Regions from separate parts of the Mus musculus genome. Here region 2 is linked to region 1. The links are chromatin contacts, called in public Micro-C maps. All regions are on one chromosome and are shown on one strand. The core of a region is the stretch at or near the end of the contact, and the rest is flanking DNA. Distances in the headings are between cores, read along the strand shown. Region 1 has its middle 26 kb from the start of A730036I17Rik. Region 2 holds the start of Ckap2l (cytoskeleton associated protein 2-like).

Region 1 (7,681 bases), core at 3,511-6,010:
CCTGGTCTACATAAGGAGTTCCAGGACAGCCAAAGCTACATGGAGAGACTGTTTCAAAAAAAAGGAGGAAAGAAGGAAAGGAAGGAAGGAAGGAAGGAAGGAAGGAAGGAAGGAAGGAAGGAAGGAAGGGAGGAAGGGAAGAAGGAAAGAAGATATGAAGATATTTGGTGCTGATGTCGGGCTTTCACATATTAACATACACACACACATGCACACACTCACACACAAGTGTACAACACATACACACACACATGCACACACTCACACACAAGTGTACAACACATACACAAATACAAGTGTCCAAGTCAAGCCTGCAGTGGCTTTGTACTCCTGAATACCTGCACTCAGAGAGGTCAGCAGAGCAGGCAAGTGTCTTACCTTCCACCTCACCCTAGATCACCGCAGTCTGGCTATGACAGCATGGGACCCATGCCCCAGGGCTGGAGGGGCCTTCTAGCCCCTTTGAACTTGGGGAAACCCTCTGGTGTGACTCTAGAGTCAGTTGCTAGACAGGGACACAGGCTGTATATCAGAAATCTTTATAACAGACGAGTCTGAGATAAGGTCCTTAAGAAAACAGGGTTTCTGTTTTCACATACTCGATAATCAGGCAATACTAGCAGGTATGAAAGAAGTGGACCTTAGGACCCAGCCGAGGATGGGCTGAGGCAATGGCCAGGCCACCAGAGCCCACTGGGGTTCTAGGTTCAGGAGCCTTCTTCACTCAGATTTGGTGCATTGCCAATAGGTATGCTGATGAGGGACCTTGACTAGACTGTGGCCAGAGGGTAAACTCCATTTGCTAGGGAAGGTGTGGAACACTAAGCCCCAGAAATAGCTCTGCCCTTCCCAGGACAAAGGCTGCTTCCCTTACTTGGGTGGGGAGTAGGGAGAATTTTCGGGTGAGAGATTAGGACATTCCCAAGAACTCTGCTCCTTCCATGTCAACAGCGGCAACAGCGGAAGCTGCTAGGGAGTTATGTGAGGTGAGTGTAGGCGCTTGCGTGTATGAGGGTGTATGTATGCGTGTATGAGGGTGTGTGTGAGGGTGGATCTGTGTGCATGTGAGAATATGGGAGGCAGGGCATATTGGGCCCGGGATAGGAAGAAGGTGTGCCAGTCCCTGCCCATTGAGCTCAGGCTAGAACCAGTGGAAAATCTGCAGTTACTGGAAGAGTTAAGAAGGGAGCCAAGAACAAGCATACCAACCACACAGCCCATTCTGACAGTCAAAAGAGAGCACAAGTTTGGGTGCTGAGGAGCCAAAGGCCAAGGGCTCTCCACTGTGCTGTACCATCAAAGCAAGGTTCTCAGCTGGGCATGTTGGCACATGCTCCCAGCATTTGGGAGGTGGAGGCAGGAGGTTTAAGTAGTTCAAGGTCATCCTCCAGTTTCATAGCAAGTCTGAGGCTAACCTAGGCTATACGAGTGTCTGTTTCAAAAAGAAGAAAAGAAAATCAAGACTCTTCGGGGCTCCTTCTTTAGTTGAAACTGACTGCCGAGGAGATGCTCTGCTACTCCATCTGGAAAACCAGAGGGGCCACACAGCTCAGCAGCTGTGCCGCTCTGCGCAAGAGCCTGAGAGTCACAACTGGCAGAGGGCACAGGAGCGGTTACGTCTCGTGTTTGAGAGACGTGTGAGGCCCATGTGAAGGCTCTAACCAGGGGGAGAGGGGTGTGGGCATCAGTTCTACTGAGATCTAGACAGGGGATAATTTGAGCGCCCGAGCAAGGGGACCTCCTCAACAAGCACCCACAACTTTCCTCACTGCAACCTTCAAGACCTGGGAACCAGGCTGAAGACGCGGTCCTATGGTAGAAACCTTAAGGGTGTGTACGGTCCTGGGTGTGATTTCCAGAACCTCACAAACACAACACAAAGCAACTGGGGGGTTGGGGGGGGCCGGGAGTGAATATAGAGATACACAGGTTGGGACCCAAGTCAGACAAACACAGGCTAGAGCAGAGAAACTCGGAGGACATGGAAACGTCAAGTCCTACACAGAGGTCACTGTAGTGAGACAGAATCGTGGAGCATTCGCCTCATGCCCAGCCTGGGCTAGGAGCTGAGTCAAAACTGAATCACAGCATTACCCGTCATCCTTCTGTCCACAGTCCATGAAGGCTGTCTACCACTGCCCTGGTAGTGAACTGAAAGGTTTTCCAGGGCCAACGCTGCACCAGGCGGGAATGCATGGGTGTGACCTCCCTATTCTGCCCCCTGGGGCAGAAGTGGTAATTTACTGTGAGTCTCTGACTTCTGGAGAAGCAGCCCCTGTAAAAGGCCAGGGCTTTTTACATCCTTCCTTGTATCTGAATAATGACATGGAGACCTGATATATTTATTAATAATCTTAAAGCATCACACCTGGACAGATACTCATCTATTTCAACCTGGCTATGCTGCCAGCCATGTGCCCCGTGCCTGCCATCTTAGTTTTGCCCTGGCAGGTCCTGCTCCACCCATGTCCTTATATTGATTCTCTCCTGGCCACCTCCCCTGGCCATTCTCTACCCAGGACCCCTCACTGAAATCAGAAGCCCCACCTTAACTCCCCCCCCCCCCCAGCTATAGGATGATTGGCTCTCTATTAAGCAATCAGAGGTGGAGAAGAACAATGTTTTACAAAACAATAGTCAGAAAATGCTTCATAATAATGACAATACTAAAATCCCTTGACATCCTGATCTCCAGATATGGAAATCAACATTCGAATACACCGACAACCCCCCCCATAGACCCCTCGCTGTGCCCACCCCACCCCCTTGTGCAAAAGGACTAATCTAGGTAGTACGCCCAACTACTTAAAAATAAGATTCTCTCTTCTAGACAGGTGCTACCTACTCACGAGGAGCTAGCTAGCTATTTCAGTGTCACTGGGTGGGGTGGGGTGGCTGGGGTGTTCTGTCACCTGCTCACCTTCTCTAGCATTCCAGACACTTCCTGCTCTGGACTCTCCACGTCCTGATTAGTCAAATTAGTTCCTGGCTGGCTGCCCATCCAGGGGCCTCATCAGGCAGGCTCCTGCAGTCTCGCTCAGCGGCTCTTCTACTTTGAGTGTTGAAAGGTGAGAGTTAGCTGTAGTACTACTCATAAACTGGGAAGACTCAGGTCAGGACAGATGTGGGAGTTGCTGGTCTGTCATCCCTAATCTGAAACACAGCTGCCAGACATGCCTCAGAAGCCCATGTTTTCTAAGTGTGAGAGTAATATGATTTACTGTATGTATGCAATCATACCCTTGGCGGGACCCAGAACAACAGCCACTGTAGTCAATGGATGGATGAATACTCACCCACTACGCGAATATAGAAAGGAAAAACAAATAAACAAACAAAACAAAACAAAACAAAAAAAAACCTCGGGCTGAAGAGATGGCTCAGCAGTTCTGCTCTACCAGAGGTCCTGGGTTCAGTTCCCAGCAACCACATAGCAGCTCACAAACATCTGTAATGGGATCCTTCTAGTGTGTCTGAAGACAGAAACAGTGCACTCACATATATAAAATAAATAAATAAATAAATCTTTAATTAAAAAAAAAAAAAAAAACCAACTAATGTAGATAGATGGCGGCCGGTCAGAGCTTGCCGCTGAACTAAGGGATCTTGTATCCGCGTCCTTGACAGCTAGACTCAGCAACAGGAAGATGGCTGGAGTGAAATGAAGAGAGGAGGTCCGAGAGCTGAGGATGGAGAAGCCTGGGATTAACGGGGAGGCGTGGAGTCAAAGCAGAAGCCCACAGAGGAAGCTCTGGGGGATCAGGCAGGAAGCCAGGAGAAGAACTGGAGAAATGCTGAGCCGAGCCCCAGAGCAGGGACGAACCCTGCAGAGCAGCCAAGTGGAAGTCTCAGATGTCATTGGTAGCAGTGGGACTCTGGGCGGGGTAAGGGGTCAAGGGACGCAGCTCCGTGGAAAAGCTTCCCTTGCTGGAGCCTCCGCCAAGAAAGAGAACCAGGACTCTTAGAGAGCAGCCAAGAGGCTAAAAGAAGGACTTCCAAACAGAAGTGTTACAAGAGGTGCCGGAGAGACGGCTCAGTGGTTAACAATATGTACTGCTCTTCCAGAGGAGCCCAGGGCAGGAAGGAGTTCAGTATTCAGTACCTGTAGTGGGTGGCTCACCGCCTGTAACGCCAGCTTCGGGGGAATCCAACGCCCTCTTCTGGCTTCCTCGGGCACCTGCACTCACATGCACAGTGCCCAGCAGACACACACACACAGCTTGTGCGTGTGCGCAGTCTCCTTATGGACACATGTGTACACACACCATGTCCCACACTATTACAGTGGCACACGGAATGATGATTTTAGAGAAACGGAATAAGAAGCATCCCTGCTTTCAACACACAAGGCCCTGTGTCGGGAACCCCTGGCCATGCTGCTCCCTCACCCCACCGAATGTTTCCTCCAGGAGGTTTTTTTTTTTCTTTTTTTCTTTTTTTTTTTTTGGTGCCCAGGCAGAGCAACTTCTGAGAAGTCGCCTCTTCCAACTACTCAGATGCCAAGGTCTGAATGTATGTGACACAGGACACACCAGGAAGGGAGCAGGAACAATTAACAATAGTTGCCTGCCACCTCGGGACTATGAATTAGTGAATTATTCTCGGTCCCGTGTGGTTTTGATGTTGACTTCATCCGCCTTCACTCTCTCTTCAACAAAGCAGGCTAAATTAATTTTTAAAGAGGATGTGCTAGAGAGGCAAGAGGGTGACAGCCCCGCCCGGGGACAGTTGACAAGTTTCTCAAATTCACAGGAAGCTACAGGCAGGCAGCACCACAGTGGCGCCTGCCTGTCACAGCCTCAAAGGACCTGCAAGGGCTCCTCCGGGTTCTGGCAGCCCACACTAAGCCCTGAGAAGAGAGAGATTCTAGGTCGGCGGGAGAGTGACCTAATTAAACACACAAGCTTATTCTTAGACCAGGAGGCCCAGTTAAGGCCCCTGGGTGGCCCAGCCGGGAGGCACAGGCCTAGAAGTGACCGCTCAAGACTTTTAAATGGCAATTGCTTGTTTGTGATGACTGAAGTACTACACACTCATAGCAGGACAATTGCAAAACTTTGTAAATGCAGAGACAAACAGGTTAGCCCGAAAACCGGAAGGTTGGGCTTGTTTTTCCTTGTCTTGTTTTGTTTGTTTGGTGGTTGGTTGGTTGGTTGGTTGGTTTCCCCACCTCTCACCCCCCCCCCCCCCCCCGTTGTTGTTGATTGATTGTTTTCAAGTTTTGTTTGGTTTTGAGATAGAGTCTAACTACATAGCCCTAGTTGACCTATGTAGATCAGGCTGGCTAAGACCCATGGAGATCTGCCTATCTCTGTTTCCCAAAAGCTGGGAGTATAGGTGTGCATCACCATGCCTGGCAGAAATCCCCTGGTCTTTTTTATACTTATGTATGTACCTGATAACCGAGGTGAAATACTTGCTCACATAATGTAAGTTTTAAAAAAACAAGAAAACTATGAGCTTGCATGGCCCCTAACCTGCTACATAAGTTCAGCCTGGCACATGTCTGTAGCTCCTTGTCATGGTTATCTCTCATGGTTATGGAAACATCTGCCCTGTGTCATTACACAGCTAGCTATTTCATTTGTGTGTGAGGGGAGGGCATGTGATAGGTGTGCATATGTGCAAGTTCCTGTGCTCGTGTGACTCAAGACATATACACATGCCTCCCATTTCCCCACAGGAGCACCGGCATTACTAACATGTACTACGATACCTGGCTTCCTTCCCTATAGGGGTCCTGGGGTGCTAAGTGCAGGCCCACACTTGTATGGCACAACAGGCCATCTCCCCAGCTCAGTAACTTGACTTTTAATGACTTCAAATGTCTACCATACAGAGTGATGTATGCAATATTTCCTTGTGATGGGGCGTGTAGGGTTTTTTGGTTATTGTTTTTTTGTTTTTTGTTTTCCAAATAACTCAGTGAATTTCCTCATCTTTATGCTGGATTTTAGAAGTAAGATGTTACTTAGGACTCTGTTACAGGTTGCAAAATGACACCTGACATCACCACTAGTAAAGTCAGGGGAGCCACTGTGCTTGTGACACATCCCGATTCTTGTAATAACAGTCAGAGTTTTGTTTTAACCAGCTAGTGTTAGATCCAGCTCAAACCGGATCAAACCTGGAGGCTGCTGTGGAGCAGGTGACGTCATCCTGGATCCATGCAGGACTTTGTGACCAAGCCTAACCCAGCACCCTTTCCCAATCTTTGTCAGCTTTCATGAGGTGAGGCTGTAGAGACAACCCCAGAATTTGGGGGGATTAGTGCAAGTAAAATATCATGGTCAGTTACTTAAGATGTGAAATCAACTGTGACTTTTGTTTTTGTCTTATCCTGAGGGTCATGTTGAAGAAACAGCCCAGGCCCTAGCTCCTGCCTCAAGGTCATGGGTTAATGACATAAGTAGAAAACCACATTGGTGCTTAAGGTTTGATTGGGAAGTGGTATGCATCACTCTGCTCTCTTCCCATCGGCCCAAAGAGGTCATGTGGTCAGCCAAGCCAATGAGAGGAAAGAATTCAGCTTTCCCTCAGAAAGGGGTGGGGGCATTCAGAATGTCCTCACAGAGGGGTCAGTCACAGCCAGGAAGAATGCAACCCCCACAGAGATGGGCAGTCAGACCTCGGTCACACCCTGGTACTAAATCTGACACCAGGGATGTTGGCCACCAGAGTCTCTTTTCCTTCTAGAAAATACCTCGCCCTGGATGCCTTCCCCAGTGAGGGTGTTACTCAGGTGTCCCTCTGCGCAAAAGCAAAAAAAAAAAAAAAAAAAAAAAAAAAAAAGCCTCAAGCCAGAGATGGTGTGCACACCTGTAATCCCAACATTTGAGAGGCTGAGGTAAGAGGCTGTGAGGGCAAAGAAACAGAAAACACATGTGTGTATGTGTATGTGTGTGTTTATGAACACACATTAGTAAGGAGCTCCATTTAAAAGTAATAAGGCATTGCTAGGTTACTTAAAAGAGTAAAGCCATGTGTGTAACCAGCCACCTTCATGTTTCATTTTGCTTTGCTTTTGGTTTTCAGTTCTGGGTAATGAACTGGAGGCCTTGAGGAGTCTGGACTCCACCACAGCTTTATGACCATGTCTGTCTGTCTGTCTGTCTGTCTGTCTGTCTGTCTTGTTTTCAAGGGTAGAATATTTCCCAAGAGATCAAAACAAAACCTCTGGTGACCACAGTCATTTTGGGGGCACGAAAAGCAATGCCTGAAGGTGGGGGAGGGGCTTGCTTGTCATCTGTCTCCTAGCTTCTGGCTTGTGTGTATTACGTTCTCCCTCCTCTGGATTTTCTTTTCATTGAAATTCTTCCCTTGTCCCTTCTCTCTGACTCAGGCTCTCACGTGGCCTCCCCACTCTGTTCTTCCTTCCTTCAGGGATCCCTTATTGGCACATGTCCTGACCCCCAGACCTAGAGTTTGGGAAAACAGAGTTTTCAGAAAGCACTGGGGGTGGGGTGGGGGTAGGGGAACAAGAACAAACATCAACAATTACAAAGCAAAAACCAAAGGGTTCACACACCAACAGAGGCGGCCCCTGTAGTGAATGGCAAATGATCCACTCGCTACCTCCAGATAAGCCCTGCCTGAGTGGGGCAAGATGGAAAGATCATGAGTCAGGAGTCCCACCCTGACAAGGAGAAGCAAAGACGGTAAACAAGAGAGCAAGGTGACA
Region 2 (7,681 bases), core at 3,710-6,209, 53 kb before region 1:
TATGGAACACAGTCCTCTAGTACAGTAGATAAGTCAAATAGACAACAACAAAGTAAGATGTTGGACAGAAAATGCCCAAGACACTAAGACAGAAAAATGGAGGAGTGTTATTTAGAGGGAGGGACAAGAGCAGACCCTCTGAGAGACAGACCAGCTAATACAAGGTAGGGATGGGACATCCCAACAGAAGGATCTCAGTTCACTATAAAGACCTGAGTTCCCTAGAGCTTCATGAGCCCACAGGCCAGCTGCAAGTAACAGCGGAGCGCTTTTGGTCCTGGTCATTTGGTATACAGTTGAAAGCCACCAAAGGCTTTCAGAGGGTGCAGGGTGCTGGTGCCATTTATATTTCTTAAATAGACAATAGTCCAGAACAAAAGCACTAGAGAGAGCAGAGAGCTCAGCTGGGAAGTTAGAGAAGAAGCACAGTAGAAGAATACGGTGACCATGTAGACAGGAAGAGGACTGTGTAGTCATTTGGAGGTAGAATAACCAAAGGAAGGGGGTAAAAGGGGGAGATGAAGAGGTTTGGATAGTACAGGTCTTAATGAAAGTTCAAAGCCCAAAGGAAGCTAATCAGGTTGCTTTCTTAGATTTAAAAGAATACAAAAGGGGGAGGGTCTCAACAACATGGAATCCGCAATATATTTTGCCATGAAGGTTATTATCGGGTTGTATTCATACTCAGAGGAAGAACACAGTCTAAAAGGGTTATCCCCAGAGCAGTCAGCTGCTCAGATCAGGGAAGCCGTGTGGAGTTCCTGGTACTTGCTGTTGTGTGTATGTACATGGTTTACTTTCAGATTGCAACCGAAATGCAGAGGTAGACGTCATCCCACGCTCCACTGTTTTTGTAAAGGTTTAATTTGAATACTCAGGGGTCAGAATGTTTAGAAGTCTTACAATCTTCAGTGTTCAGACTTGATGAGAGTTCCCTGTGCCAGCATTAAAGACAGGATGTACACAGGCAGCGTTTCACCCCCACTTGTCTGGATTTAGGACATTCAGGTATCATTGACAGTCTTCATGACTCACTGAGATTTCTCTCCAATTAACTAAGGTAATCAACTCTTATGGATCATCTGGACCATACATCAAATAGGCATGCAGTAAATGCTTGATGAGTGACCAAATGAAAGAACCCAGATCGCAGAGGCAGGCTCGAGAGCGCTGTTTCTCATGAAGTCCAGATACTGGAGGGTTGCCCTTCAGGGTTTTTTTTTTCCCAATGCCTTCTTATGCACTAACAGAATTCTATTCTGCTATCACAGGAGTTGCCAGAAACACCAAAACTCATCACAGGTAGTGAGACCGACCTCATTTTCTTCTGGAAAAGTATCAACTCTAAGAACTACTTCACATCAGCTGCTTATCCAGAGCTGTTTATTGCCACCAAAGAACAAAGTCGGGTGCACCTGGCACGGGGACTGCCCTCTATGACAGACTTCCAGATATCATAAAAGCAGCCTTATTTCGGGAGTCTATTCACTTGGGAAGTGCTGACAGTCTGTATGTACCATGTACAGGAACCTTCCTCACCCTGAGTCACTTGCACAGCATGTGCTGAGTCTCTGTAATTCTAAATGAATGTTTACCCTCTTTGTAAGAGAAGAGCAAACCCTAGTGGAGCCACCCCGACATATGATACTATCTGTTATTTTAAAGAGTACCCTATAGTTTGCTCAGTACTAATCATTTTAATTACTATTCTGCATGGCATTCTTAGGAGGATCAAAAAGACTCTACACATATTACAGATGGGTTAACAAAGGGATAAAACAACTGAAAAGCACACTCAATGCATTTGGAATATAAATTCACAGACCAATCTCACTGTGCACCTTCGGCTTCAAAATGCCAGTTGAGTAGGATAAAGGTATAAGAACTTAATGCTGTCATTTTCAAAAGGAAGGGGACAATAGCTACATCTTTCCTACCTCAGTGGGTTTTACTCCAGTGAGATCATTTGGATGAAATCCTCCTGTAACAGACCTCAAGAAGGAGACAGACTGTTGAATGTTATTTTTAAGTTATTTTATCTATGTATTTATAAATATATTTATGATAATTATATTATTTATGGAACATCCTTAAATCCTCTGAGCTTGACGGCACCCTCGCAGCAGGGTTTTCTAGGTGGTCAGTTAGATGTAGTCTCCTCTAGAGCTCCATGCTACAGACTTTTACACTTTTTCCACAGCCACGAAGCTCTCCGTACATTCCTGCACTTGGGAGCCCTTTCATCATGATCTTAATCTGTGCTGTTTACTTTGTGCATCTAAAATGATAATTGAGTCAGTCTTTCTCCCTCCCGTCCTTAAAGCTGTCTGGGTATTCTTACATCATTCAGTCTCACCTGTAACTAACACCAACCATCTAAAGATGGAAAGAGCTTAACTGTGACAACCACATCACTGATACCTGAAGTTTCTTTTCTAGAATGTAATCAGTGTTTCCCCTGGATTCCAATTTTTTTTTCAAACCACAGTGTCATGTAACTATCAACAATAACAATCAACTCATTATTATTAATCATAATTAAATAAAACAGGTTTGAGCTGATGTATTTATTTGTTATCTTTTCTGTTTGGGTTTTGCAATGGGATGGTTTGGGTTTTGTTGTTGTTATGTTTTGTTGTGATGCAGTGAAGGGGTTTTTGTTATTTGTTGTCTTTATTACTTCACTGCCTAAAAGTTAGGGACAACTGGTCAGCACTCACGTAATTCACTAAAGTTAGCATCACCTTACAAAACCAGGATTCCACACAGCTCTAAAGGAGATGTCACCATCAAATCCCTCCCCTCAGAGGTCAGGGAACCCTGTGGAAATGGAGACAGGAGTCGGGGAGACAGAAGGGATGTGAGAACAAGGCCTTCTAAAATAACTGAGCAAAACCCATATGCGTTCACAGAGCCTGAAGCCTGAAGCAGCAGCCGCAGGGCCTACACAGGTCTGCCCAGGTTTCTGTACACACACTCTAGCTTTCAGTTTATGCTCTGATGGGACTCCTGAATGGAAATGAGTAAGTCTCTGATTCTTCTGCCTACTCTTGGAGCTCTTTCATTTTTCTGTTGGCATAGCTTGTCCAACTTATATATGATGATTTCTGTTTTATCTTACTATATTTTGCTACATTTTGTTGTTTTCCCCAAAAAATGCATTTAAAAAAAATTCAGGTTCCATAGCTTTTCTTTCTTTTTTTTTTTTTTTGCTAGCTGCCAGTATTCACAGATAGATAGCACTGAAAATTATAATATTTCCAGGCTCAGTTAAAGGATACAATCCATATTCAGTACATGTGTATGCCGATGTAGATGTCCATACAAACTCACCATATAATGTACCACCAAAACCAAGTAGTGGTTTTAGAGACAATACAGCAGGTTAGAAGCTGCTTTCCTGTGACCTAATGAAAAAGAAAGTCAGAATCAGGAGTAATAGACTCTATTTTAGAAAGTGGGGTTGGAAATTCACAGAAACAATAATTGAACACCTGAAATGTGCAGTAACCCTTCACCCAAATTCTTGTACATAGCCCCGATAAGACGTGTTGAGCTTTGGTGGTATCCAAGCTTTTGTCTGTCTGCAGTAAGTAGCCATGTGTTACATCTCCTCAGGGAAAGTCTTGTCACACAAGTGGATGTCGGGATGTCAGACCCTATGGAGCTAGAGTTACAGGCAGATGTGTTATGTAATATGGGTGCTGGGAACCAACTCTGGTGGCCTGCCAGAGCACTGCATGCTCCTTACCCCAGCCATCTCAGCGCTTTTTATCATATTAAAAAACAAAAACAAAAGCAAAAACTTTTGTGATTTTTTTTTTATTCTCCTTCACTCACCTGATAATGTTTAGGTATGCCAGTGATAACCTTTTCCTTCTCTTTCCTTCATGATTTTTTTTTTCTTTCTAGCAGGCCTTTGTTAGCATTTTAACTTTACCTTGTAGATGTTTTTCTGTTTAAATAAACTATTATGTTTCCATGTTTTATTTCCATTCTTAAATTTATATAATTCTGTTCTTTACATTTTCTATTAGGAAATCTTTGTTATTCTTTTAAAAACTCTTCTAACCCCTTGCCCTTTTCTCTTCCCACCATAACATCCTTCTCCAATAAATATCTTTTACGAGATTTGCTGCCTCATATGACTTTCGCGTTGGAAGAAGCCAAGAAGCAATTGACAGAGGAAGGGAAGAAACAAAGAAGTGGAGCGGGGCAGAGGCTCCTGAGCTCCTGGGCTGAGCTGGAGATACCCTCCCCTGGGAACTGCACTGCCTCAGCTGACGAGGCTTCCTCTCAAAGCTGTGTGGTTCCCCGGCTCTGATGTCTCAGGGTGTCCTTCCACAGGAATACCTTCTGACCCTCAGAGCTCTGTGGTTTCTGGGTTTCCGAGTCTCAGGGTGCCTTTCCAAGGGGACACTGTCCCACCTCAGAGCTGTGTGGCTCCTGAGCTCCTGTGTCTTAGGATGCCCTTCCCTTGAGACACTTTTGACAGATTGCGCCATTTTGACAGCTCCCGCGAGCTGCTCAGGGACTACACGGAGTTATGTTGTTTCTGTCCGGTATTCGGCTACAAGAATGAGAACAATAACTGATACGGACCATTTTCGTTTGGCATGCTATTATTTGCAGCCAAAGCCAGCCTAACTGATAGCACAGAGACTTAGGCTCCGGCTTGTTTCTCCCCGTTTCTTCAACTGTCACAACCGTCCTTAACCCAAATTTGGCTACAATTAGAGCCACTCCTCCGCCAGCCAGCATCACCCACCAGCTCCCACCTCAGAGGCACCGCTGCGGAAGTGACCTAGCCATAGGGCGGGCCTTCTCAGAAACTCTCCAATCGCAGAGCCTCAGGGGAGGTCCCCAGTGGGAATCGCCGAATGTCCATTTCCTGTTATCCCGCCCTCTCCGTCTTTTTATTGGCGAATTTCAAAGTCGCGGAAGCCAATAGGAGCGTCCAGACGGGCGCCCGGTTCTCGTACTAGAACAAGGCGCGCCCTTTGAAGGAAGAAACTGTCGCCGTAGAGCCATGGTGGGGCCCGGCCCCACTGCCAGCGCAGCCGCGGGTAAGTGTGGTCGGCAGCCTCCAGAAGCTGCCAGGCCTCCCCCGCCTGCTTCAGTCTCCCCCGAGCTCAGTTAGGTTAAGGACGCTGGACCCGGGCCACGGCGAGGAGCGGCGCGCTCCGTTGCCGCAGGGGGACACCCCTGCATTGCTAGTTATGGCCAGAACTTTGACAGCAGTCAGGTGGCAGGTTCGGCCCCAGTCCGAGTCTCTGCAGGTTCACTGATAAAATGTGCGCTGTCTGGAGGTTGATTGATAAACTGTGGGCTGAGGCTTAAGGATGCTGTGAACCCTGGCCTCCGAGGGACCTGGAGCCCTTTCTACCTCTCCAGTATGCCCCTCCCCCGTGTCACCTTTGAGATGCACACTCTGTCCTCACTTATGGGCCTGCGGTTCTGCGCACCGTCCTAGGCACACAATTTGTAACTCAAGGGTTAAAAAAAAAAGTCTTGATTCCAAATCCTGGCTTTGCTGCACATTAGTGGGTAAATTTAAGCCTGTCACTTCATCTGAGTTTCAAACAGCCAAATACCTCATAGGATTGATGGTTAGTGTAAACAGCTTAGTAAAGAGCTTGGCACCAGGCTGATACCGTTGGTATTGAAAGCAAGCATAACAGGACTGGTGACTTTATCAAAGCCAAAATAGCTACAGGGAAGTATCATATTTAAAGATATAAAGGGTTTTCTGTAATGTTTTTGGTGTTTGCTCGTGTCCATGTTTTACAGAAGAACGGTGGCAGAAGCTCCAGGAGTACCTGGCAGCCAAGGGAAAGCTAAAGGACCCCAACGCCAAGTGAGTTTACCTTCCCATAGTTACACTGGCTTTGTTGCCCCGGTTGCTAACAGCAATGAACGGACCAGCCCTTCTGTTTCCAGTCTGTTTGACTTGCATCATGGTGAATCCTGTAATAACAAAAGGAGCATTTCAGTCCTTGATTTCAGGCATGACTTAAAAAACAAAACAAAACAAAAAACCAGCAACCCCTAGGCAGTGCTGTCTATTGGCAGAAATTTAAGCATTTTTTTTCCTAACAGTCTCCAAAGGAAGGAAGGCTCTACACTACACTGTTACCCACATCTCTGGAAGCTCTTCTGGTTCCTTCTTTCTCCTGGGAAAGTTGGTTCCCAGCAGCGCAGATTTTGATCAAGAAACTGGAGGGCATTTCTATGGTGTGTGCTTACGAAGACAGGAGAGTTGGTTATGGTCAGTCCACAACAGTGGCATGCCAGCGTCCTCCCAACTTGTCCTTTGGTGTTCCCTGGGCATGTATTTGAGGTGGACAGAACATCCTTTGCTTTTCTCAGCACTGTACCATCTTTGCCCTGTTATTTCTCTCTCTTGCTTAGCAGGGTGTATTTGCCTCCCACTTGAGTAGCTCGGTTGGTGTGTGTATGCCAGAGGGGGATTTTGGGTGTCTTGCTCTAACGCTGTCCACCTTATTCCCATAAGACCGGATTGCTCACTGAACCCGAAGCTCACTGCTTAGGTTAAGCAGGCTGGCCAGCACTCTCTCTCCCATGATCCACTCATCCCTGTCCCCTAGTGCCTAGGGTTAGAGGGATACTCACCGTGCCTGATTTAATGTGGATGCCGGAGATCTTCCTAGCCCAGGTCATTTTACCTTGGGTTTTTCTCACCTCTACTTCCTGGATTAAATGAACCAAAATTGTTTTCTCAACATACCCATAATGTCTCTCTCCTCCCTCCCTCTCTGTGTCTCCTTTTCTTCTCACTCCTCTTCTTCCTTCCCCTCTTCCTACCCTCCCCTGTCCTGTGAGTGGAACTCAGGGCCTGTCACATGCTAGACAACAAGCACTCTGCCACTGACCTACATTCCCCAGGCCTGTCCGTCACTCCTAATGCGTAAAGATACAGGACTTACTAAGCTAGAGACGTGCCTGCCCCCTCACGCCTTCTCTCGTCCAAGTCTCTGTTAGACTTGGGATCTGGTCCATGGAGATGGAATCCTTCTAAACTGAGCTCTGTTCTATCTCTCCTTTTGTTTCACTAGCTAGACTTCAACTTCAGATTACGTCCTCGTAGGTATCAGAATCCCCAGATGTTCCATGAAATACAATAGTGTTTACGTGTAACCTATGCATACATATCCTTATTATTATTATTATTATTGGATATTTTATTTATTTACATTTCAAATGTTATCCCCTTTCTTCACCCCCCCCTCCAGAAATGCCCTATCCCATCTCTCCTTCTCCTGCTTCTATGAGGGTGTGCCCCCCACTCACCCACCCACTCCTAGCTCCCCACCTTCTCATTCCCCTACACTGGGACATCAAGCCTTTACGGGACCAAGGTCCTCTCCTCCCGTTGATGCCACATATACGGCTGGAGCCATGGGACCCTCCATGTGGACTCCCTGGTTGGTGGTTTAGACCCTGGGAGCTCTGGTTGGTTGATATTATTGTTCTTCCTATGGAGTTGTAAACCCCCTCAACTCCTTCAATCCTTTCTCTAACTCCTCCATTGAGGACCCCATGATCAGTTCAGTGGTTGGCTGTGAGCATCCACCTCTGTATATGTCAGGCTCTGGCAGCTACATCAGGCTCCTGTCAGCATATGCATATCCTTTTATAAACTTGAAATCATCTCTAAGCT

Evidence for each region. Hi-C and Micro-C count contacts between places; a contact is called where the count stands out from the background.
Region 2: a contact with region 1 is called in a Micro-C map of embryonic stem cells, with 2.5 times the contacts expected there. The contact joins the promoter of Ckap2l here to the enhancer-like site in region 1. A contact is called at or near these places in 1 of 39 promoter capture datasets (macrophages), 1 of 484 Hi-C or Micro-C datasets (embryonic stem cells) and 2 of 115 datasets of contacts at active chromatin or transcription factors (effector CD8 T cells and embryonic stem cells).

What each region holds. Positions count from the first base shown.
Region 1 is chr2:129,241,125-129,248,805 of GRCm38.p6, reverse strand. No RefSeq gene overlaps it. Among named protein-coding and RNA genes, the nearest start is that of A730036I17Rik, 26 kb to the right of the region's middle. Within about 2 kb of position 4,760, at least 85 of the 459 cell types and tissues checked have an H3K27ac peak or open chromatin away from gene starts, as enhancers often do. A contact at or near this core is called in effector CD8 T cells and embryonic stem cells, where this site is marked.
Region 2 is chr2:129,294,490-129,302,170 of GRCm38.p6, reverse strand. It overlaps Ckap2l (cytoskeleton associated protein 2-like), which reads left to right and starts at 4,959. Exons shown (of 9, transcript NM_181589.3): 1 at 4,959-5,066; 2 at 5,791-5,857. The coding sequence starts at 5,030. Gm14023 (predicted gene 14023) reads right to left here and starts at 4,801. Exons shown (of 5, transcript NR_040371.1): 1 at 4,769-4,801; 2 at 3,334-3,407. Il1a (interleukin 1 alpha) reads left to right here. Exons shown (of 7, transcript NM_010554.4): 7 at 1,272-2,561. The coding sequence ends at 1,460.